Regions from separate parts of the Mus musculus genome. Here regions 1, 3, 4 and 5 are each linked to region 2. The links are chromatin contacts, called in public Hi-C and HiChIP or PLAC-seq maps. All regions are on one chromosome and are shown on one strand. The core of a region is the stretch at or near the end of the contact, and the rest is flanking DNA. Distances in the headings are between cores, read along the strand shown.

Region 1 (2,700 bases), core at 90-2,589, 370 kb before region 2:
TATTGGATACACAGTTAGGGGATTCATTCCTGGTGTCTTAGTCGGAGTTTCTATTCCTGCACAAACATCATAACCGAGAAGCAAGTTGGGGTGGAAAGAGTTTATTCAGCCTACACTTCCACACTGCTATTCATCACCAAAGGAGGTCAGGACTGGAACTCAAGCAAGTCAGAAAACAGGAGCTGAAGCAGAGGCCATGGGGGAGGGGATGCTACTTACATGGGGGGGGGGGATGCTTCCCCTGGCTTGCTCAGCTTGCTTTCTTATAGACCCAAGACTACCAGCCCAGAGATGGTCCCACCCACAAGGGGCCTTTCCCCCTTGATCACTAATTGAGAAAATGCCCCGCAGCTGGATCTGCCCCACAGCTGGATCTCATGTAAGCATTTCCTCACCTGTGATAACTCCATACTATGTCAAGTTGACACAAAAGCAGCCAGTACACCTGGAGAGGCTAATTCTCTCTCCTCTCTCCCTCTCCCTCTCTCTCCCCTCCCCCTCTCCCTCTCCCTCTCCCTCTCCCTCTTTCCCCCACTCAGTTGTTATTAGTTACTTGTAGTTCTTTGTCTAGTAGCAGAACTCTGTAAGACATTTCCCCTTCCATGTTGGCATCTTTGTTGGTGTACTTATTCAAGTCTTGCTTAGGTGGACATATTGTAGAGGTATCCTAGGTGTAGCTTCCCTGTCGTTTCTAGGAGATACAATCTCACACAGACTTACACATATTCTGGGTCTTAAAAACTTCCTATCCTATCCAGATGTAGGACTTGGATTGTAGATGTGTCCACTGGAGCCCACACACACACCAGGCTAAAAATGGGTAAAGTAATCCCATAGATGTCATTAGGGAATATCATAACACATCATACCATATCGCATGGTATCATATCAGCAAAATTTTTATTTGGCCCACACAAATTTCATTTACTTCTAAATCACTACTGTTTTCTTCCCCTATCCACTAGTGATAAGAAAACCACAGATACTTCAGATATCCCAGCACCAAAATTGTGGAGAAGTGAGACTCAGATTATAAATTTATCAGGGAGTATTTTATCCTCCATTGCCACCTCAGTGCAAAGCAAAATAGCTAGTTTTTCTGAAGATAGTTTGATAAGTTCAAACAGAATATGTTTGATTAAAAATAATTAATTACATGCCTATCAGAGACATTGAACATATAATGTTCTACTTAAAAATTTTTTGTTACCTTAAATCTGTATGGCTTTGGGGTAATAAAGACATTGATGAGCAAAATAACCAACCTTTGCCATTATCAACATCATGAAAAGGCTTTGAAGGTTTCTGACTCATGACAGAAATCTCAAGTTTCAATTTTGTTTCTGGGAAAGTGGGCACGATCTTTGAACACTGGCCCTATTGAGTCATGCTGTTTTCCTCACACATACACTAATTGTTTTATAAACCTCTGACTTTTACGAAGAAGTACTCCAGAGTACTTGCAGGAATACTGTAGCCCCATTGGTGACCAAGACTGTGACCCTTGGAGTAACTGTCTTTATTTATCTTTGTTTATTTTTATTTTTTTACTCTAGAGCTACATTGTGACCTATCTCTTTATAAGGCATGTCATTTACTCTGATCCAGGGCAGGTGATTAATGCAAATTATTTCATATGAACCTCAGAAATCTGTCACTAGGGATTATTGTTATCTTCAATTTATCAACAATTAGCTGACACTGACAACCAGGAACTGAGGCCACATAGTACAGTTGTTGCTTTGGAAATAGAATTCTGGTATGATTTCAACTATGCTTTGAACAATTCTGAATGTATATTCTCACTTCTGGCTGAGCTAAACACATGCTGTTCCCACAAGAGAAAACAGAAAGTAAACATTCTCCCTTGCTTAAATACATAGCTTCCTTGTCAAAATTGAGGAATGATTCTATTTTCAATTGTTCTTTCAAAGTATAGCTATCAACTAGACTATTCAAAATACCTTACTTGCACTTCAGCCAGAGAAGCAGGTAAAATAACTGTAGCTCTTCACCCCTCTTCTCTCTTCCAAAGCCAATTCCCCAGTCATTTCCAGCTCTCTACCTGCTGTGGCCTCCCCTTCCTCTCTGCCCCCACCTCCAATGGACCACGGTAAACTTTCTCCTCCAACTTTCCTTTCCCCAGCTCATCCTGTTGTCCCTGCCCCAACACCAGCAGGCATTTCCTGGGAGTCCACCAGCCAAGCCTGCCTGAGAAGCAAGTAGTCCAGAAAGCAGGTAGGCAAGCTTCAACTCCTCACTCTCTCCTCTGTATTCAGTCCCCAAGTCTCATCCCACCTCTGTAGCAGACACCCTGTTGTGGCCTCTCCTCACTCTTTGCCCCCATTTCTGGAATAGAATACCCTGTTTTGCTCCCTCCTGTGGACCCCCACAGTGCCCCCAGCCCATCCCCATTCCTAAATTCCAGCTCCTAATAACTAGAAACACATTTTACCGGGAACCCCGGTGGCCACACCTATCAGGATCCCAGAAGAATTTCCTACCAGACAACACACAGCCATCACACCCTCCTAAGAACCTGAGAAGACACCAGAAACCAAGGAACAAAACACATATTCAACAAAGACAAGACCAGATATCAGAACCTACAATTAAAATCTTCTCAAACCCAAATACCTAGACACTATCATAAAAACACAATCAGTAACAGCCAAGACAATATGTCTCTTCTCCACTAGA
Region 2 (2,700 bases), core at 30-2,529:
CAGATAATGCAACCCTATTTCACATAGTGGTAGAAAAGACTTTTCTTCAAAAGCCTAATCTAAGCCTGGCAACACAGTTAAATCAAGGCAGATTCTAGAAACAAAAAGAACTTAGTAACACTGTAGGCAAACCAGTACAGAAAACAATTTAGTTAGCATAGAAAGAACAGCAAAAGGACAAAGGGACACAGAGTTTTTTAACCTGCAGGAGGAAAGGTAAAGAAGCTATTAACTCATTAACCTTGGTAATTAAGTACTTGAAAAGCACAAGGTGGTAAAGAGATATGACATAACTGCTGCTGGATAGTTTATCACACTGTGAACCCCAAGATTGTATTGTTTACTGGAAATAACCTGTTTTTAGCTATAGAGTGGCTCAGCCCTAGCCCACACATTTATAATCCAAGAGCTGTTTATTGTAAACGGAATTAAATAAAGACAACCAAAGGTCAAGAGGCAGAGCGAGCTGGGCGTGGTGGCGCACACCTTGAGGCAGAGACAGGCGAATTTCTGAGTTCCAGGCTAGCCTGGTCTACAGAGTGAGTTCCAGGACAGCCACTGCTACACAGAGAAAAACGAAAAAAAAAAAAAAAAAAAAAAAGAGGGGCGGGGGGCAGAGCTAACAACCATCTGACAGGAAGTAAACATAGGATTATTAAGAAAAAAAAACAGAGTAAGAGGGAGTCAGGAGGAAGGATAGAGAGACACACAGGAAGTAGGAAGGAGGGACAATGATTTGGAAGGAGGTTTTTGAGACCTTGAGAGAGGGGATTCCTTCTGGAATGTTAGCTAAGGAAGAAGTTCAGCTGGGTTCTTTCTCTGCCTCTCTGAGCTAGCAGCCATTCACCCCAGCCTCTGGCTCCTGAGTCTTCATTGGTAAAATCGAACAGCTGAGATTTTCTTAAATGAAATGAATGAGGGTAACTTCAGCATAAAAATGAAAGACAACAAGAAAACATGGGTGTGATATATTAAAAATCAACAAGTCAGAAGCTCTCAGTAGAGTGGTCATGGCTGATGGTGGACACAGACATGCAAGAACAAGTACAAAGCAGAAGGACAGCTCAGTAGATCACTCTGAAGAGAATCTAGATAGGAGGAAAACCAACTCACCCTCCGAAAATGGTTCCTTCCTTCAAAAGATAATTTTAGTTGGATTTTCCCTGAAATCTCACTTCCTGGCAGTAAGAACCTGACTCAGAAGATTGGGTCTCCTGCTGACACAGCTGTAATACCTCTTTCAACAAGCAGCTAGACAGCAGCTACAGCAGAAAAACAGCAGCACAGGACCACAAGAAAGAAGGATGCAGAGTGTGCATAGACATCCTGTAAGACCAAACATCTCCTCTTACCAGACACAAACTTCCTTCCTTCCTCTCAACAGAAACTCTCTCTTCAGCTATTGTTTAATTTACCAAGTAAAACAATGACTTTTGTACTTGGGGTGGGGGAGGAGTATATACATAATCTTTACAAGTCTTTTTATGGGCAAATTAGGCTTATTAATTGGGGCAGGAATGTCAAGACAGGGTTTCTCTGTGTAGCCCTGAGTGTCCTAGAACTTACTCTGCAGACCAGGTTGGCCTTGAACTCCAGAGAGGGATTTAAGGCCTGCACCAACATAGCCCAGCTCAGATGATGCTTACAGATGAATACACTTCTTTTCTAAACGTGAGGCCATCAAGATGGCCACGAAAAGCAGCCTTGGAAAAGCCAATGTCAGACTTCCTAAAAGAATTACTCTGAAACAGTTGCTTTTCTACTCTTGGAAAATTTTCTAAAATTCATCTAACCAGAATTCAGTTCTACCTGGTTCTGTGCATTCCTGTGATCAGAAAAGTCCAGGAAGTAGAAGTTGGGCACAGCTCAGTATTAGAACACATCATTGTATGCAAAAGGCTTTAAATTCCATTCTCAGTAACGACAAAAACAGAAATGGGAAGCAACCCTATAAATTGTATGTTCCCATTATGTATACAAGATGACTCCTTATCCCAAGGAGTTGAAGGAGTTTGCAGCCCCACAGGAGAAACAACAATATGAACTAACCAGGATCCCCAAAGTTATCAGAGACTAAATCACCAACCAGAGTACACATGGTGGGACTCATGGCTCTAGCTGCATATGTAGCAGAGGATAGACTAGTCGGTCATCAATGAGAGGAGAGGCCCTTGGATCTGTGAAGGTTCTATGCCCCAGTGTAGGGGAAGGCCAGGGCCAAGAAGCTGGTGTGGGTGGGCTGGTGAGCAGGGGGAGGTGGGAAGGGTTAGGGGGTTTTCGGAGGGGAAACCAGGAAAGGGGACAACATTTGAAATGTAAATCAGGTAAATATCTAATAAAAAAAAATTACTCCTTATATGGTAAGACCTTTACCTTAGAACCACAAAATGTCTCTGAATTTAGAATGAGTTACATTATTTTTATTAAAAATACAATAGTGAAAGGCTAGAAACATGATCCAGTGGTTAAGGGCACTTGCTCCAGAGGAACCTAGGTTCGATTCCCAGTAACCACACAGCAGTTCACTACTGTCTATAACTCCAATTTCAGGGGATCCAGTACCTTGTTCTGGCACCCGTGGATGACATACACTGACATACATGCAAGCAAAACACCCATACTCATTAAATAAAATAGGAAAAAAAAATACAGTGGTGTAGTGAGAAAAGAGACTCACCAGGTGTAAAGAGACTCTAAAGA
Region 3 (2,700 bases), core at 104-2,603, 390 kb before region 2:
TCTCCCATTTATTGAGGTTCTAGTGTCCAAATCCTCCTTATAGAGGTAACCGGGTTAAAATGAACACATGGGCGTGAACCTTACTCCAGTGAGCCATAGCCTGATAGAGGAGGGGCTTTGGACAGAGGCACCCATAGAGGAATCCAACAGGATAAAAGGAGATGCCTGCCAACACGCAAGCCTGAGGACAGCCTGTAACAATCTCTAGCTCACAGAGGGAAACAAACCTTTGTCTCAGGTTTCTCTCCACCAGGAGATACTTAGTGTCTATTGTTTAAGCCACCTAGTGGGAGATACCTTATTAACAAAGGCTCTAGCAACTTAAACACTCTCTGCCAATTTGACCCCGTGGCTAGGGAAATCCCCTCTTTGGAGGCAGCTCTTAAGGTGAGGCCTCGTTGAAAAACAGTTCCGGTCCTGTGTAGGTCTGGGGCAGACCACTTTACATGGAGGAATAGCAGAGACAGTGCCATGGGAAGAATTTGGTATACTCAAAAAAATAGCAAGAGGGTCACTCCAGCTGGGTTTGGGGAGTGGGAGGGGGATGAGTTCAGGCTGAGGCTTGAGAGTCTGGCAGGAATGCTAAGCTGTGCTATGCCGTAGAAGCAAGCTAGGACTTAAGCAGAGCAGAGCAATGGTAGGGGTCGTCATGCTTTGTAAGTACTCTCCTCAGTGGCCAGTAAGTGTCCAGGTAAGGGGTAGGGGTCAGGATCAGAGGCAGAGGACCAGTGAAGAGACTACTTCCATTGTCCAGGGCAGAGACGTTAGGTTAACAGGTCAGAGGGACATCGAGGGTTCCAATGGAAAGAGAAAGAGGAGAGAACAAATTCAGGTATCATTAGGAATTGATAAGACTTGCTGAGGAGAGGAGATAGGAAGTCATCAGAGACAGCTGTTTGCTTAAGACACAGCTGGCAGGTGGTTAGTCACAGGGGGTGGGGAAGCCTGGAGCAAGACAAGGTTAAAGTCACAAAAGGAGACTTGCTTTTTTCTTTTTCCTTCCAGACTTCTTGCTAAACTGTTTCCTGTCTCCCTTCTCTCTATCCACAGGCATGTTGTCCTTTCATGATGCCTTTCTTACTGCTCGCCGCTCTCTCCGCTTGCTCCGTGTGTAATTTCATACATTCCCGGGACTCCACTTAGTACCACCTACAAGCCAATCACTGTGATCTATGGACACTTAACCCAAATCCTCTACAGAGTTCCAGAACCTCGTCCTCAACTGTCTTGTAGATTCCACACCTGGAAATTCAAGCTAAGAGTCCATTCTAGCCACACCCACCCTCGGGGCAACTTATTGCTGGAGCTCTGCTTCGAGGCTTCTCCATTCTTACTTCCTCATAGTTCTGCTCCATACTTCCCCCACACCCCTTGATTGTTTAGTAATGGCTATAAGAGAGGCCCCTGAGCACGGACTTAAAAGGGAACAGTGGATGGAGGATTGCAAACGGTGTTGATAGCGTAACCAAACGAGCCGGTCTCATCTTTGAGACATTATTCTTAGATTATGTGAAACATTGTGAGCTTATCTGAAGGGATTAATGGTTGGGTTGTTTCTTAATGGAAACACGTGTTCTAAAGGAAAGCAGAGCGTGTGGGAGGGGAACCCCTAAACACCAGGAGCTCCATATTTGCATACTACTGCTGCCCTTTGCTTGCCCTTTGTTTCTGGCTATCTCAGAGTGACAACTTTCCTCTTAAGTCACATGGCTGTAGAGTTAATATTGTCCTTGCACAGCTCACACAGCTGCTTCATTATAGTGGGCAGAAGGAGCTGATTATCATCAATAATGTTGGGGAAGAAATGGATGAATTTAGATAGAATACCTAATGAATATGACATAATAATCAAGAATCAGGTCAAGGGTTTAGTATTTGGATTCTATTAATATTACTCACTATGGTAACACAGCAAAAAAGGCACACAATTGAGAAAGATACCTAAAGCCATTCGAAAAAAAAAAAAAAACCAACATTGACTTTAGACCCTCTCATATTAAAAAGGCATGCAAAAAAAGGTTCACACATATCAGCTTTACTTTCCTTAATTTCTGCCTTGCTCAGCTAGTTATGTTTTCTGCATGTTCCTCATATACACGCTTATAACAAGAGAGGCTTCAAAAGCCCATGCTTTCAAACGTGATCTTTCCCCATTTTTAATAAAGGCTACAAAAATGCTTTTCAGCGATAACAAGCATGAAGGAACGGGGTCTGAAAAAGCTTCATTGTCTGAGGCCATTTAAAAGGCTTGTACTTGTTGCAGTATTTTCATTTGGTGAATATTACTAGTCATGGCCTTAATTTATTAATGTACAGTCTGGAATCAGAAATGCAATCTCCAATAATAACTGCGTGAAAGACCTTTCACTCTGGGGGCAGCGGCAAGCTCGGCAAGCCAGAGGCAAGCCAGAGGCAGTGACACAAAATGAATTCTGATCTATCTTTTTCTAAAGGAAATTGACAGCAGACATTCCTATCTCTTTCTAGCAACTCAAGCTGACTATAATTGGAACACAAAGGCCAGTCATTCAGCTCTCCCACCCCTGGCCTTTCCCGCAGCTTCCACACCACAGAATGAATGCTGGCAGCCCTGAATCATATTCAAGTCACTGGGAATGCTTTGCAGTCAGCAGAGCTTATATTTATGTCTACTTTCTTCATTGCAAGAGTGATTTGCTTGTGTTCCATGCTGGAAAGTCA
Region 4 (2,700 bases), core at 200-2,699, 480 kb before region 2:
GGTCATTCACTAAACCTGGAGCCTGCTATTTCAGATAATCTGAGTAGACAGCTTGCTCCAGGGAACTCCAGCACCTGCCTCCCTTATGCTGAAATTAAAGGCAAGCTGCCACACCCACTTGGCCTTTGCAAGGGTTCTGGAGCTCTTAACTCTGATGGTTCTCAGTCTTGCATGAAAAACACTTAACTAACAGAGCCATTTCTCCAACCTAAAAGAGCCTAACATGTTAGAGGTCTCCAAAAAAGGAGCAGAGAAAAAGAGTTGGGGCATCTAAAGAAAGAAAAATTGGCTCGTGCAACTATAGAGGCTGGCAAAGTCTAAAGGTCTGCTGATAGCCAACAGAGCCCCAGGGGAGTCGCTATATGCTTCTAGTTTAGATTGAGATTAGCCTGAGGATGAGGAAATAATTGGTGGCATTATCAAGTATCTGGGCATCGTGTGGACCAGTGAACAGATAAAATTAGCTACCAAGGTCTTTCATCAATAGACTTCTGGATCTAAGCCAACAAAAGACAGATTCACGTGACCCACACAAACACCAATGAATCTATCCTTGACAAATGCTAATGGCCAAGGTGCTGGTGGAGATGAGGGTAGAGCAGGAGAAGGGACAGGCCTCCTTGCTGAACCTGTTCTTTAAGCTGAAGAAGAAGGCAGATACATGAGAGCCAGCGATGGTCGCCTCCTTTACCGTGAAACTCAAACCGTAGATCTTGACATTTACAAGTGAAATAGAGAAAAGTTAAAAGGTAACATACAGGCTCAGAGACTTTCATGTCAAGGGGGGGGGGGGAGATTCTGCAAAGGGAGAGAGGCTATTGAGAATGGCACTACAGTTCTGTGGTTTTTCTAGAAAGCAGGGGCCACAGGGTTTGGCAGTAATAAGCTACTTCCATACCCTTAATATTCACAAACACAGAAGATTGAGGAGAGGAAAAGGCCACAATAGAAACAAAGTAGGGGAAGAAACTTTCTTACCAACTGGAATTTTACAAACCACAGAATTCTCTGCTGGCAATCTTAAAGAGCCCCACAATGAAGATTAAACCTATGGTCTGGGCCCATTGGCATTCACATCAAATACCCCATAAATGCTCAAAAATGAAAATAACAGGAAGGGGGAAAAAAAAGAAAAATCTCTATAGAAGTTCCAAGTAGGGTAAAAAGATCACCAAAAAGAAATTTTGAAGCTAAGTCAGCACTTTGTAGTGGGAAGTGAAAGAGAGAAGAGGAACTGAATTTCAAAACTCAAGAGAAGCTCCATAAGTCAGAAGGTACCATTTGTGGATCTGAGTACAATTTTCTCTGGGATTTGTTTAGTGGTAGCAAATTCTCTATCTGCAGTCCATTGCTGAGGCTACATTAGTTTTCAGGCCATCATATGGACCACATAGCATAGGAAACCCAATCAGAGGCAAGAAGACTCAGCTATTGCTTGAGTGTGAGCCTATAGCTCATGCCCTCAGTGCATTAGGGAGAACACCTAGCGATACCACAAGAGCTGCACACCTGACCAGCAATATCCTGTTTTGAAAAAACTAAAGAAAAGTCAGTTAATTGCCATCATTTGAAGATCAAATCTGGTTACTACCTTCTAGGCTGAAAATCTTCTTTTTCTAATTAAGATCCTGGAAATCTTCCAAAGGGGATGTGTGCCCTCACCCAGCCCCTCCTACCCAAGAAAGCAGCTCTTTGCCTTGTGCCACAGCAGAGAGAGAGAATCACCCATGTCCGGGTGTGTAGAAATGGTACCTTGTTTCCTGACCACTCTTAGAACTGTAGCAAGAGGTAGAGAAATTGGAAGCAAAGGAGTTGGAACAGGGAGATAAAGCAAGGGAGCAATACCAAAGGGGAAAAACCCCATGCTTGCTTCTCTCTCATTTCCCCTTTCCAAACACAATCTGCAGAGGAGCTCAAACACAAGCTTTCTTTTCACTTTTCCAATAAGTATGTTTGTTACCCCTCCCACTGAAGGAAGTTTTCCAAACCCTGTTGGTTTGTCTTAACAGGTTGGAGGGATTCCCATTAGAAAAGAGACACTGGAGAGCCCTAGTTAATAACTCCTGAGCAGGAGAGCACAGGTCACATCTCTCTGGACAGGTGGCATACAATACACTCTGTGTCTTAAGCCAATGCCAGTTCTGAAAAGGACAAGATGGAGTAACTGGTGTTTGTCAAGCAAAGCTAAGAGATGAGAAGGGATGGGGACCTCTGCCAACAGGATGAGCCGCTCTAGGCGACAAAGATAAGGTCACCCAGGCATTTAAAGGGTTAAGTCAAGATGAGCAAAAAGAAAAGGAATAAGCTGAGACCCGGGGTAAGTGAGACAGAGATGGCCCACCACACAGTTCGTGACTCCAGATCTCATGCATCATGGTATCCAGTATTTTAGATTTGCTATTTTTGTTTTAAAATTATGTGCATGTGTAAGTGTGGATGCCACTAGAGGTCAGAAGAGGGTGTTAGACCCCTTGTAGCTGGAGTTGTGGGTGGTTGTGAGTCATCAGATCTAGGTTTCTGAACATGGGTCTTCTACAAGAACAGTACATGCTCTCGACCACTAAGGCATTCCCTTATCCCAGAGTGTTTTAGATAACATGTCACCCATATAAGTTATACTCTGGTGCCCCTTCTTACCAGACCATTCTCATCTTAAGGAACTCACTTCCTCTCCAAAGATAGAGACCTTTGACCACATGA
Region 5 (2,700 bases), core at 102-2,601, 410 kb before region 2:
AATCATAATTGTCTAGGATGGAAAAACTTTGAAACAAACCACCAAGGATTTAGGCACTACTGAAACGAAAATGCTCCCCATCCAGACCCATTCCAGTTCCAAAAATAAACTGCAGTTTCTTTCTTATTACCCATGAGTCTTAATTTGTTCTATTTATACTATGGAGCCGTTTTTTGAAATCCTGAGAGATTTTCTTTATGACAAAGCTTGGGGAGGTAGTAGGAATTCACATTAAATACATGCTGTAATTTTCTTTTTCATTTTATTTGATTTTCAAATTACAGTTTATGTGTATAACAATGTTTTTGCCTACATGTATATATGCAAAGCACATGTGTGCCTAGTGCTCTCGGATGGAGAGGGTCTCAGATCCCCTGGGACTGGACAGCTGTGAGTCAACATGTGGGTGCTAGTGACAGAACACAGGTCTCCTGCAGGAACAGCAAGTGCTTGCTCTTAATCACTGAGCCATATCTCCAGCCTCCGTTCATAATTTTATGTATGGTTGAAAATGAATGAATGAATTAATGAATCAATGAATGAATGAAACAATCTCAATAATTCCATACATACCCATCAGGGTCCCTATTTATATCAAATTCCAACCAAGTATAGTGTTAAACAGGGAAGATATTAACATGACTTTAACAGCCATTTCTAAACAGCAGTGGCTGTTTGCATTGTATTCTCCCTCCTTAATATCACCCTATATGGAAACTTAACCTGAAAAAGAAATCACCTTCTAAGAAATGACATAAAGCAGCCTACAGTATACGGATGACTCAAGGCAATAAAGAAAAGACAAACTAAGCCGGGCGTGGTGGTGCATGCCTTTAATCCCAGCACTCGGGAAGCAGAGACAGGTGGATTTCTGAGTTCGAGGCCAGCCTGGTCTACAAAGTGAGTTCCAGGACAGCCAGGGCTATACAGAGAAACCCTGTCTCAAAACAAAACAAAACAAACAAACAAAGACAACCTGTTTCTTCTTGCTGGTTGGTTTTATCCATCTGCACATACCCAGGCAGTCTATAAAGACATTTTTCAGTGGGTTTCTTTCCATGATCTTCACAAAATTCCTTTCCCTGCTTTGAGGACAGGTGACCTGCTTTCCTATTAAGAATATCAGATGTTGCTCATAATGGAATCCCTGACTATGAAGTCCTTTGGGAGTAAGAGATGTGGGCATGGCTAATAGGTGTGACCTCATACAGCTGGGAAATGACTCTTATTCTCACCGGGGTCATTAGGTTCAAATGGTAATGACTGGCTGCACCATCACCTTCTCCTTGTCGTATTGCTGAGTGAGCCTCCAGGAAATGAGGTCTCTCCACCAACATTAACCCCAAAACCAGTAAGAGGAGCAGCAAGCGTTTCAGGCTTTATTCACACCCTTCTCAGCTCTGTGGCAGTAACAGTTGTGGCTTGTAAAGAGGTCAGATGTCACATTTCTGCCTCTGGCTCCAGCAGACCACAAAGACATACCTTATGAGGTCACTAAGTTTGTACTTCTTTACCTGGAACTAGTTACAAAGTATTTTGGAGGCCCGTGCCTTCTGTTGGGGAAGGAAAAAAAGAAAGAAGGAGAGAGAGAGAGAGAGAGAGAGAGAGAGAGAGAGAGAGAGAGAGAGAGTGAGAGAGAGAGAGAACAGAGAAGCTAATGTAAAACTCAATTGTAGTCCACACTGTATCTCTCCAGCACTGAATTGTGCCCAGCACATCAGAGTTCAGTCGGTGGATGGATGGTGAGCTGGCTTGTACCTGCTCAGAAGAGCCAGTTACTGGCATGTCTTATCCATGCCACCCACATTCAGTGACACCTTAGTGGTATTTGTAATTAGTCAATGATAGTAGGTATACCACAGACTGAGCAAGTGCTCTGAATGTCCGTTCTCTCTCGGAGAGTAAGAGAGAACATATCATCGCTAGACTTCATCAATACATTGAAATGTATGACGTGCCTATTACATTCCAGGTTTTTTTTTAACACGTGCCCTCTCAAATACACATCATGACATTGGTAGAAATAATAATAAGCATGAGTGAGTGTGAAAAAGCTGTAATGTCTGTCACGCCTATGATTACCGGGTTCGATTCTGACATATGACAAGGTTCCACGTGATTCATTCATTTATAAGGGGCATAGCTAAGGTTTGAATCAAAGCCAGCAAAAGTGAAACCTCTGTGCTGTCTCCTCTACAGCATCACACAACACACACACACGCACGCACGCACGCACGCACGCACGCACGCACCACTACCACCACCAGCAGCAGCAACAAAGGCTCCACTAATACAATTTTTATGAATGCAAAATGAAATTCTAAAGGTCTCATCAGCTTAGCTGCTGGAAGGAGATCCCCAACCCTTGCACCTTATGCCAGTGGTCCCTTCTCTTGAGGATTAAATTTCCTTTGGTGCCTGGGTACGCCCACAATCTACACTTTAACTGAGGTAGGAAGTCCAGAGAGGGTCCAACATCGTTCCTAGTTCCTGCTGCTCCTCACTCCCACACTCTTACCATATGAAGAGTAAGTAGACCAGAGGACTTAAGGTCCTAGGATGCACCCATGGCTGTATCCAGCCACCGACTTCATTCCAGAGGATGGTGGGTTAAGTGGATTGTTTTATCAATATTGGGCTATGAACACAGTGCTAACATGCTGATTTGAATGCATCTCACTCACTACATCAGACCCGGGA

What was found. Hi-C and Micro-C count contacts between places; a contact is called where the count stands out from the background. HiChIP or PLAC-seq counts read pairs in DNA pulled down with a chosen protein or histone mark.
Region 1: a contact with region 2 is called in a Hi-C map of CD8 T cells, with 1.8 times the contacts expected there. The contact joins two enhancer-like sites. A contact is called at or near these places in 3 of 484 Hi-C or Micro-C datasets (CD8 T cells, bone marrow-derived macrophages and nephron progenitors) and 2 of 115 datasets of contacts at active chromatin or transcription factors (bone marrow-derived macrophages and large pre-B cells).
Region 3: a Hi-C map of bone marrow-derived macrophages shows a contact between it and region 2, with 18 read pairs. The contact joins two enhancer-like sites. A contact is called at or near these places in 1 of 39 promoter capture datasets (hippocampal neurons), 2 of 15 datasets of contacts at CTCF or cohesin (large pre-B cells and pro-B cells), 32 of 484 Hi-C or Micro-C datasets (B cells, CD8 T cells, the G1E-ER4 cell line and 18 more), 18 of 115 datasets of contacts at active chromatin or transcription factors (T-cell acute lymphoblastic leukemia, cardiomyocytes, embryonic basal ganglia and 9 more) and 2 of 9 other capture datasets (bone marrow-derived macrophages and embryonic stem cells).
Region 4: an H3K27ac HiChIP or PLAC-seq map of thymic regulatory T cells shows a contact between it and region 2, with 8 times the contacts expected there. The contact joins two enhancer-like sites. A contact is called at or near these places in 2 of 15 datasets of contacts at CTCF or cohesin (large pre-B cells and pro-B cells), 25 of 484 Hi-C or Micro-C datasets (B cells, CD4 T cells, CD8 T cells and 10 more) and 6 of 115 datasets of contacts at active chromatin or transcription factors (T-cell acute lymphoblastic leukemia, epiblast stem cells, large pre-B cells and 3 more).
Region 5: a contact with region 2 is called in a BATF HiChIP or PLAC-seq map of CD8 T cells, with 5 read pairs. The contact joins two enhancer-like sites. A contact is called at or near these places in 1 of 39 promoter capture datasets (neural stem cells), 5 of 15 datasets of contacts at CTCF or cohesin (CD8 T cells, embryonic stem cells, large pre-B cells and 2 more), 80 of 484 Hi-C or Micro-C datasets (B cells, the C10 cell line, CD4 T cells and 30 more), 19 of 115 datasets of contacts at active chromatin or transcription factors (CD8 T cells, T-cell acute lymphoblastic leukemia, bone marrow-derived macrophages and 13 more) and 3 of 9 other capture datasets (adipose tissue, bone marrow-derived macrophages and liver).

The regions. Positions count from the first base shown.
Region 1 is chr1:60,832,515-60,835,214 of GRCm38.p6, reverse strand. No RefSeq gene overlaps it. Among named protein-coding and RNA genes, the nearest start is that of Gm38137, 30 kb to the left of the region's middle. Within about 2 kb of position 1,339, at least 12 of the 459 cell types and tissues checked have an H3K27ac peak or open chromatin away from gene starts, as enhancers often do. A contact at or near this core is called in CD8 T cells, where this site is marked.
Region 2 is chr1:60,459,415-60,462,114 of GRCm38.p6, reverse strand. The region is part of intron 9 of Abi2 (abl-interactor 2); the gene reads right to left. Among named protein-coding and RNA genes, the nearest start is that of Abi2, 51 kb to the right of the region's middle. Within about 2 kb of position 1,279, at least 34 of the 459 cell types and tissues checked have an H3K27ac peak or open chromatin away from gene starts, as enhancers often do. A contact at or near this core is called in CD8 T cells, T-cell acute lymphoblastic leukemia, Th1 cells and 4 more, where this site is marked.
Region 3 is chr1:60,851,199-60,853,898 of GRCm38.p6, reverse strand. No RefSeq gene overlaps it. Among named protein-coding and RNA genes, the nearest start is that of Gm38137, 11 kb to the left of the region's middle. Within about 2 kb of position 1,353, at least 123 of the 459 cell types and tissues checked have an H3K27ac peak or open chromatin away from gene starts, as enhancers often do. A contact at or near this core is called in CD8 T cells, T-cell acute lymphoblastic leukemia, Th1 cells and 2 more, where this site is marked.
Region 4 is chr1:60,939,975-60,942,674 of GRCm38.p6, reverse strand. All of the region lies in intron 9 of Gm34649 (a long non-coding RNA gene), which reads right to left. Among named protein-coding and RNA genes, the nearest start is that of Gm34649, 20 kb to the right of the region's middle. Within about 2 kb of position 1,449, at least 58 of the 459 cell types and tissues checked have an H3K27ac peak or open chromatin away from gene starts, as enhancers often do. A contact at or near this core is called in CD8 T cells, T-cell acute lymphoblastic leukemia, Th1 cells and 3 more, where this site is marked.
Region 5 is chr1:60,874,097-60,876,796 of GRCm38.p6, reverse strand. The region is part of intron 2 of Gm38137 (a long non-coding RNA gene); the gene reads right to left. Among named protein-coding and RNA genes, the nearest start is that of Gm38137, 12 kb to the right of the region's middle. Within about 2 kb of position 1,351, at least 17 of the 459 cell types and tissues checked have an H3K27ac peak or open chromatin away from gene starts, as enhancers often do. A contact at or near this core is called in CD8 T cells and Th1 cells, where this site is marked.